Linked DNA regions of Drosophila melanogaster: region 2 is linked to region 1. The links are chromatin contacts, called in public Hi-C maps. All regions are on one chromosome and are shown on one strand. The core of a region is the stretch at or near the end of the contact, and the rest is flanking DNA. Distances in the headings are between cores, read along the strand shown. Region 1 holds the start of CG14434. Region 2 holds the start of Gclc (Glutamate-cysteine ligase catalytic subunit).

Region 1 (4,386 bases), core at 386-2,885:
AACTATGTAGATGGTAGAACGACTTTCCCCATTAACGTTTGGTGGCACAAATGCATTTACAAGAAAATGTTAGAGAAAATTCCTGAAGCAACTCGCACAAAAATTGTAAATAGCCATTAGTCGCTGTCAAAGCCAAGACTGTTTAAAAAGTGTTTACACATCCAGCAGTATTAACAATATTACTAACGTAATTTTGGCAAAATTTAACCGTTTCTAAGCGGTAAGATCTCTTGTTCGTTTGTATTTTTGTATATTGCCACCATACATATGTATATACATACATACATATGTACATATATATGTACAAACATCATCAAGCTCGGTAAGCCCTCCTAGTTCTACTTCTTTGTGCAGCAAATATCGGTTTTCTGTTCCCTGCGCAATCGTGAAGCTTGCCAAAATCATAGCAAACGGCAGAGCCGACCATCCGCCTACCGCCCCAATCCCCCGTTTTGAGCCACCCAACGCCCAATCCAATATTTCCCATTGATGGTTAAACGAACGGTCTACATCCACGCATGCAAACATACATACATGTGTACGCCTAGATTCATACATGCAGACAGACGCACACATGCAGGCACATGTTTAGTCGTGTTTACATAGCAAAGCGCGCACGAAACGGGGCCTTTCGTAACGCTCGCTTCTCACGCTGTCTCCCTCTTTCTCCCCTTACCCAACCCCTCGCACTTACACCCTCTCTCTCTCACTCTCGTACACTCTTCGTTCGCATCGATGGCGACTGACGATGTCGAATGCGTATGCCCACCACTACAGATGCACATTTCGCACACTTTAACCGTTGCACATAGCCTCGTACATATAGATTTATGTATGTATATGTATATACATATATATCTATGTACATAGTTAAGCATATGACTAAATACGAATACCGCACTATTAGAAGGGGGTTTACATGGCCGTAGAGAAAAAAAAAACAAAAAACATCTTCCACACAAAGTACAAGAAATACCCAAACACACTCACGCACAGCTGACTAATTAGCAAAGCAAAACACCAAAAATCAAAACCCCCACTCAAAATCAAGAGAGATGCCACGAAACAGGGAGCCCGTAGAACGAAAGAATTAAAGAAAGCCACGCACTGGAGAGTCTCGTACCGTACAAACTAAAAAGCCCGGGAGACACCTGAAACCAAAGCCGAGAGATACCAATAAACTGCAGTGCCTTCCATTGACACTCGGCTTTTGAATACCCTAAAAACTGATTGGTGTACTTACGTACATTCATATATAAATTGCGTTTCGGTTTATATTGTGTAATCCTATTACACACATAAGCATATGATTGAATGAAAACAAGTAGAACCTTTAATAGGCTACAGTTGGTTCTAAATAAATTGAAGTGGACATTGCATTAAGTAAAATACATATCACAATGTGTTTTGGCGCAACTGTACGTTTAGTTTTCGGGACCAAATAACACCTGTTTTGATCTGACTGTACTTCGCGGGACTCGTTATTAACTGGCAGTTAACTTTTTAGCCCCGTATGATGGCGGCACAATGGAATTTGACTTGGACTCTTGGACCTGGCTAATTAAATTTTTTTTTTTGGTAAATGTTTAGAGTCGGGGCGACCTTTTGGAGCTGCGCCCGTTCGTGAACTCGTGTATTCGTTTGTTCGTGTTCGTGCTCGGTCGTTCCCGGTTTTCTCTGCCTTCTGGAACGGGGCCTGTCTTGAAAGCCGCAGAGCGCGCGAATACCGAAAACTTCTTGCATTCGACGGTGCGAAAGGGACGGGGAGAGTGATGGCATGTGGGAAAGGGAGAGGGCTAGAGCGAGGAGAGGTGGCCATCGAATGCTAAGCAGGGGCCTTTGCTTTTGCTTTTGGTGCTTGCCAAAAATAGAGCCGCCCCGCCACGCCTTCGCCCACAAAGAGCACCCACCCACCCACTCCCGCACAAAAGCAACAACATCATCATCACACCACCAATACCAAAACCAATACCAATACTGTGACCCAGCCAGCTCTCTGTGAACATGTGTCAGTGTGTGTGGGTCTTGTATATAGCATAGCTTAAGCTTTCCTTGTACCGTGGTTCAAATGCCAGGGGAAAATGGCATTATTATATTCTTATAGAGAAATAATATATACAAATAAATTTGTACAACTGTATGTAAAGAGTAAACATGTAACAAGGAAACACTAATTTTAAAGTAAATTTAGCTAGTTTGCATTATTTTTTACACCATTTATATGAGTAAGCCACAAAGAAGCTTGCCTTTTTTGATCTGCTTGATTCCCAGATGGTGTTACTAAAAAATAATGCGAATTTGAGAGAAAGTTTAACAATAAAAAGTTCAAATTCGAGATACATATGTGTAGAGTATTTAAAGAACTTAATTGTGAGGTTAAATATTCAACAAATGGTAAACTTGTAATCCCATAAATTCGTATTATTTTATAAAATTTTACTTTCATACTGAATTGGCTAAGATCCCTTAATTAATTTCCATAAGTTGCTTATGTCTTAACCACTGTGGGTTGTAACTCTGCAGCTACGTTGACGTCGGCGTCGCAGCTTAGAGCTAGTCGATGAGCGGAAGGAGAGAGAGAGAGCAGGCGTTCGTCGAGGAGGGGGCTAGCCGAATAGGGTGAGAGAGAGCGATGGCAGAGTAGGAAAATGCATAAGAAGGGGGGTGGGGGCGCAAAAGGGAGACGGACAGCAGCAACAACAATTCGGCAAAATGTTCGTGGCAGCGTTGCAGCGACGCCGACTGCGCTACGGGTGTTTGTTTTTTTCTCTTTCGTGTTTTCCGTTTTTCTTTTGCGCTCTGCATCCGCTGCCGCAGTAGGCGTCGCTGCCGGCGCGCTGCGCCAGTGTGGGTGAGCGCACGGCTGTAGGTTTGTGTGTGTGCCGTACACATTTTTCAGTTGACTTCGTTGAAATAATTTTCGTAACAACGATCACACTCGTTTGTGTATTGCGAAGACGGGCGGACGTGCGTCGGCGTCGAATGCGGAACAAGCGCTAAAGCAAACTAGCGAAAAAGTGCGAATATCAAAAGAAAAGAGAACCAAACAAATTGTTTTTTTTTTTCACCACGAGCGTCGTCGCAAAAACAACAAAAAGGAATTTAATAAACCAAAAGCAAACGAGGAGAGAGAAAGCAGCAACTAAATATAACAACAAATGCATTAAATAGTTTTGTTTTTTTTTTTGCCACACTGCCAAAATGCAGTTAGCGTTTGTTTGTGTAAGTGTACCACATGCATACATAATGTATAATTTATATGCCAAAAACAACAACAGCAATAGCATTGTGTGCAAAATGTTGAAATGAGCTCGAAAAACAACAAAAATAAGTGCGCGCATTAACACACGCACACTTGCAAAGGAAAACATCTAAAAAAATTATCACGTGTGTGTGTGTGTGTGTGTGTGTGTGAGACAGCCGGTCAGTGTGACCGTTTGTGTGCCAGAAAGAGAAGGATCGAACAAGCCGGCTGTTTATTTCTTTTATAGTTCTGTTTAAATAACAAATACACTTGCCAAAAGAATTTCATTTTGATGTGTGAATAATTAAAAAAATCAGTAAGACATAATGCAGTCTTTGTTAAATATATATTGACATATATGAGCATATATATAAATACATACACAAATAACATATCAAATTGAAATGCTGGCAGTACCAATCGAACTGTCATCCTAACAAGTAAATTTTTCAATACAGCTCCTAATATAAAACCAAACCAAAAGTGTGGATATCGAAAAGTCTGGAAAAGTACGATAACGCAAGATTACATAGAGCGCGAGCAAGACAGCATTCTAGAGCAAAAGAGCGAGAGTGTGCGGAGGAGCGATGGCCAGCGAGGATGTGCAGATCACTAGCGTCATCGATGCCAATGGCCAGAGCCTACCGCTCCACGGCAACAGTTTGGGCGGTCCCCTGGGACCGCCCGTCAAGCAGGAGCGTCCCGATGACGCCGAGATCCGCGAACTAGCTGCCAAAATGAAGGAGCAGCAGAAGCAACAGGCCGCCCAGCAGGCATCCCGTCAAGCGGCCATGCAGCACTCGAATGGGGGCGCCATTGCGGCATCCTCGGCCGGTGGCAACATGCAGCCGCCGATCACAAATGGCAATGGCCAGACCAATATCATGAACTACCTATCTCGTCATCAGAAACTACCCAACGGCACCATGCAGGTGGTGCCCGCCTTGGCCTCCAATGGCCGCTCGAATGGAGCCGTCAGCGACTCCGGCTCGGACAAGAAGTCCTCCACGGGACCCTGCGACGAGGAGTCCATTCAAGGCCACTTCGGCTGGGCTCAGTTCGGCAAGGTATCCATACCGTACATCTATCGCCAATCGGAGAAGTACTGCTCCGTGCGCATGATCGAACTGAAACTGCTGGGC
Region 2 (4,737 bases), core at 435-2,934, 1.2 Mb after region 1:
CAAAAAATAGTTGGCCCCCCAATAATTACGCATTTACAAAGTGTACCTATAGACACAATTATTAACACCGTGGCCCATAAAAATAGCAATCATATCAGTTAATTGAGAAATTTGATTTGCTTTCTAGGAAGTTCACTTTCGGTTCTACATGAATCATTGTAAACGTATTTGGATTTACACAATTACTCATTTCAGTTTGCAAATTTAAAAAACACTCCTCTTTACAAAATATTGCCTAGTTTAAAGTATAATTTTTTACACATATTTTTACTTCGATGCTCCTAATATCTTGACCACAATTGTGGGCCCAGCGGAGCCCAAGGCCGTGCCACTTTGACCCCCTTTGAGCGGAATCATTATAAAACCCGACTCGCCACTGGTGTTAAATTAAATACCAGTAAAAGCAAAAACATCAACACGGGGCAAAGAAAAACACACCAACAGCACCAACACCAACAACAAATTGCCGGCATAAGGGAAGTCGCAAACGCACACACGCGCAAACAAAACACAAAAAAAAAAACAAATGTACACGCGCGCGCTGACGTTCCAATAAGAATGTGCGGCTATTGGATTCCTGTCCACTCAGCTGTTGCGTTTGTCCAATCGGAATGGGTGTATAAATATTGTTATACAATGTACTACCATAACAAACGCGAAAACTTTCACAGAAAATAAACCAAATGACGATATGGATTCGAGTTTTATTGAAAAAGTAGGCTACAAAAAATGTCGCAACAGAAGTCCCCCCCCCCCCTTCAAATAAATGCGGATGCGCCACTGCAAGTGGTATGTGCCACAGGTCGTTTTTTCGTAAGTTTTTTATATTTGTCAAGACCAACAGCTAACAACGAACACAACGCGATGGAGATATTAGAACTTTATTTGCTCTATTCAAACATACTATGCATTTGCTATAGATTACCATTTTCATTATTAAAAATGTGCACTGACCTGCTTTTTGTTCTTCGTCACTCTGTTTCGCTCTCTGCCGCTCTCTCGCTGCAGTTTTGGTGGGTTGTGTAACGTTATTTGCCGAATTTACCGCTGTTTTTGCGCTCTCACTATTTCCTTATTATGTTTTTGGTGTTGCGATGTGTGTTGGTGTGTGTGTGTTTCTATCGAAATTGAATTCACGATTATTAGTATTACAAGAACAAAAAAAGAAAAATAACAAATGATTCAGTTAGCAGGTCGCGTGTTTTCCTCACTTCACACCCTCTAATTTACAGCTGCGGCGTCAGCTGCTCTCTTTGGATGTAAACAGATAATGCGGACTGGTTTTCTTTCAAATTGGATTTTTATTCGCTGTTGCTGGTTCAGCTTCGGTTTTAATTATAGAAATGCGGCTGCCACCGGAATAGAGATCAAGAAATCTCTAAAATCATGGGCGAAATTTACGCGAAACGTGCTCCCCCGCCCGGAAAGGTTCTTTCCAATTGGAATTGTGCTGAGTGTGTGGGTGTGAGAGTGTGTTTGTGTGTGTGTGTGGGGGGGTATTTCACAATAATTATTCGACTCGAAATTACCGTATTTATTTTGTATATTTGTAATTTCTTTAAACGCGACTTTGGTATTGCGTTTCCTTTGCCGCCAAATTCTCCGTCGACGTAAACAGTGTTATTAACACTAACGAATGCCCAAAACAATAAAACGCTCCACTTTAAATACAAATTTTGAATGTGCCCAGCTGCTGTTATGCCGAAAAGCCACTGGCCGACGCGTTAAGTTATTTTGCCAACCGATAGCGACAGTCCGATAGGCAGGCAGCACGTGTTGCTTAAATCAATTATTTATTTATTATTTAACGCGTAAAGTGTTCGTTTTCTAATAGATTTGGGCTTTGTTATGAAGACCTTACAATTCTCATTTAATACTACACATTACTTTGTTAAGATTTTTGCAATTGCAAATTCTTGATTTATTTTCACATTTTTCCCAGACATTGACTTCTCGTTTAAAAACTAATCCATCTTAAACATATACTTAACACGCTTTTCTATAGTTTTAAAAGTTTATTACTCCACCTATTTAATTTAGTAATCTAGAACATTCTGCAGTTTGTGATTTCACCACAACTTGCAATGTCACATAATTTATCCTAAAAAGCTTTTGAGTTTTGAAGATTAATTTTTCCATATTCTTATAGCTCTATATTAAACAACTTAAAAGAGATTTAAGACAAATTTATTTAAATTTCCTTAGATTTATGAAATTGTAATATATGTTGGTAGACAACAAGATTATGCAAGGATATTAATCTTAGTGATAGTTAGGAGTAATGTACTGTCTCAAAAAAAAATATACTTTTTAAGGATTGTTTCTAATTCTTTACGTATAAAATAGATATATTGCAATGATATATTTTATGCTTTTCTGAAAAAATTATCATTAAATCAGGACAAAATCAGATGAGTTAACATGAAACAATCACTGTGATTTACATTTTAAATTTAAATTTACATTTGACATAAATGCGAAGTAAAAAGCTTTCTTATTTTTTAAGTTATCTTAAAAAGATTTTTTAAGTATATCTGGTAGATACTGTGCCTTTCATATTTACTTGGTCACACTGTCCACCACCAGTTGAGTTTGGAGCGCACATGTTTTGATTGTTTTTAATTTGCAAATCCACCTCCGATATTCTGCAGAGCTGGAAAAATGGGCGGCCACCACAAGAAGAACCTGCGTGCGGAGAAGGCCAAAGTGAAGCTGAAGGGCGCCAAGCTGCCCAAGGGCCTGAACGTGACCAAGACGGACTTCAAGGTGCGCAAAATTGAGATTCGGGAGCAGCTGAAGGAGTCCTCCTACTCGGAAACGGGCCAGCGACAGTTCAATCTCAAGGAGACACTGTCCCGTCTGAAGCATCATAGTGTCAAGTTCCGCACTGATGCACAGCGCAATGTGCGCGACTCCCTGAAGTCCGGCAATGCGGACCATTTAATTGGTCATCTGAACGAGCTGTTCCAAGGAATTGCGGCCGGAGCTTTGGACATGGAGGGGTCGGCGCGAAAGGAATCATTCAAGACCCTTGATGTTCTGCTAGAGGCACTGCAGCCACAAGCAGTGGCGCCCTTCTTCCATGTCATAGCCACCTATTTGCGTTGCGCCATGACTCACGTGCTGCCCGCCATCCAGGAGGACTCGCTGCTCATGCTCGACGTCCTACTGTTGCGCGTACCACCGGCTTTCTTGGCCGAGCGGAGTGCCAGCACCATAATTGGCAACTTCATCGACATGATCTCCCGCGCCCGCCACGACAACGAGCGTTCGAATCGAACGTTGACATTGAACCTGAGTCAGGGCAAGCAGACGACTGTGAAGTGGCGCACCAAGGTGCTTATCCGTCTGCAGCAGATCCTCAGCACGCTAGTCACCTCGAAGACGCCAAAGTCAGCCGCTGCCCGTGTGGTTCACTTCGAGGAGATGCGTCCGCAATATTACAATGTGCTGTGTCCCGTGCGCCATGACAATCGCAATCTGCATGCCATCCTCAATGAATCCAAGCTAACGGCGGAAGGCACTCAACTGCATACGTATGTGGAGCAACTGTTACCACTACTCCAGGACAACTGGATGGAGGTGCGGCCGCAGCAGCAACAACCTCTGCTCAACCAAGATGCGGCGGCCAGTCTGCATGTGGTGATTGGTCTAATGAGTCTGCTCTGGAATCTAATTGAGCAGCATGAGGCGGAGCACAATACCACGGAGCTAAGCGATTGGCTGAGGAAAAACTATGCCCAGAAGTTCCTGCTCAACTTTTTGGACAAGGACGGCAGTCGTTTTCCCTATCAACAGATACCGCTGGCAACCAAGAATTCATCCAAGGACAAGGGAGCCGTAGATGGCGGAGAACTTTGTATGCCACAAAACCTGGGTATTGTCCAGCTGGCCTGTAAGTTCTTTCCGACTCCCGTCGAGAGACAGACTCAAATGTTTGCGCATTTAATTGAGTACATGCACGAGACTTTGAAACGCCTTAATTCGCTTTCGCCGGAGCAGCAGCTCTCACTGGTGGCTTCACTGCGTGCGCTGCTCTTCGAAAACGCCACATCGCTGATGAAAATCGTGACGGAGCCGTTGACCAGCCTGCTGAGCGCATCCATTGATGCATATGTGAGCCAACGATTTACCACACGCGAAGGCGTTGCCACTCGAGTGCTGAACCTTCTCTGCGAGATTGTGGAGCGTTCCGATTTGTACACGCACTTTGGCGGCGAACAGAGATTCACTCCGTTTCTCAGCTATCTGCCGCAACTGCTGCTGAAGCCAACAGTGGGTGAGAGTACATTGCGAGCCATGGCCACGCTCTGCCGCCAACTGAATGGAGTCTTCATGGCCGCTCTAGTCCGTTCTGCTCCTGAGATAGTCAGTCACTTGGATAAGCTGCAGATCACGGGCGATATCGAAGGCCAAGAGAAGTTCGAAAACCAAAAGCGTGTTCTTAACTTGTTCTACTATGCCAGAGAATTGGATAAAGAGGGAAAACTGGAGCGTTCAGTTAAGCAGCTGGAGGAGCGGGTGGAGAGCAAAGGAATTGCCGATTACCTAAAGGCTGTACTCGGCTACAACTAGTGATTGCGGACGGGAATCCGCAATATACACAGTCAGATAATTTTGTTTAGCTTCTAAGTTTAATGTATACATTATATTCCTTCTGCTTAAGACGAACTCTGTTCAGGTTTTCTGTTTTTTGGGTGGCTTGGGTTTGAAACGATCCAGAACGGAGCGTGGTGC

What was found. Hi-C and Micro-C count contacts between places; a contact is called where the count stands out from the background.
Region 2: a Hi-C map of the Kc167 cell line shows a contact between it and region 1, with 1.7 times the contacts expected there. The contact joins the promoter of Gclc here to the promoter of CG14434 in region 1. A contact is called at or near these places in 1 of 107 Hi-C or Micro-C datasets (the Kc167 cell line) and 1 of 6 datasets of contacts at active chromatin or transcription factors (the Kc167 cell line).

What each region holds. Positions count from the first base shown.
Region 1 is chrX:6,865,559-6,869,944 of dm6, forward strand. It overlaps CG14434, which reads right to left and starts at 1,636. Exons shown (of 3, transcript NM_001298040.1): 1 at 1,244-1,636. It overlaps CG43736, which reads left to right and starts at 2,669. Exons shown (of 5, transcript NM_001298043.1): 1 at 2,669-3,222; 2 at 3,703-4,386. The coding sequence starts at 3,832.
Region 2 is chrX:8,114,463-8,119,199 of dm6, forward strand. It overlaps Gclc (Glutamate-cysteine ligase catalytic subunit), which reads right to left and starts at 1,685. Exons shown (of 5, transcript NM_001298072.1): 1 at 955-1,685. CG1575 reads left to right here and starts at 2,550. Exons shown (of 1, transcript NM_132212.3): 1 at 2,550-4,668. The coding sequence starts at 2,662. The coding sequence ends at 4,575. It overlaps CG2260, which reads right to left. Exons shown (of 2, transcript NM_132213.2): 2 at 4,620-4,737. The coding sequence ends at 4,678.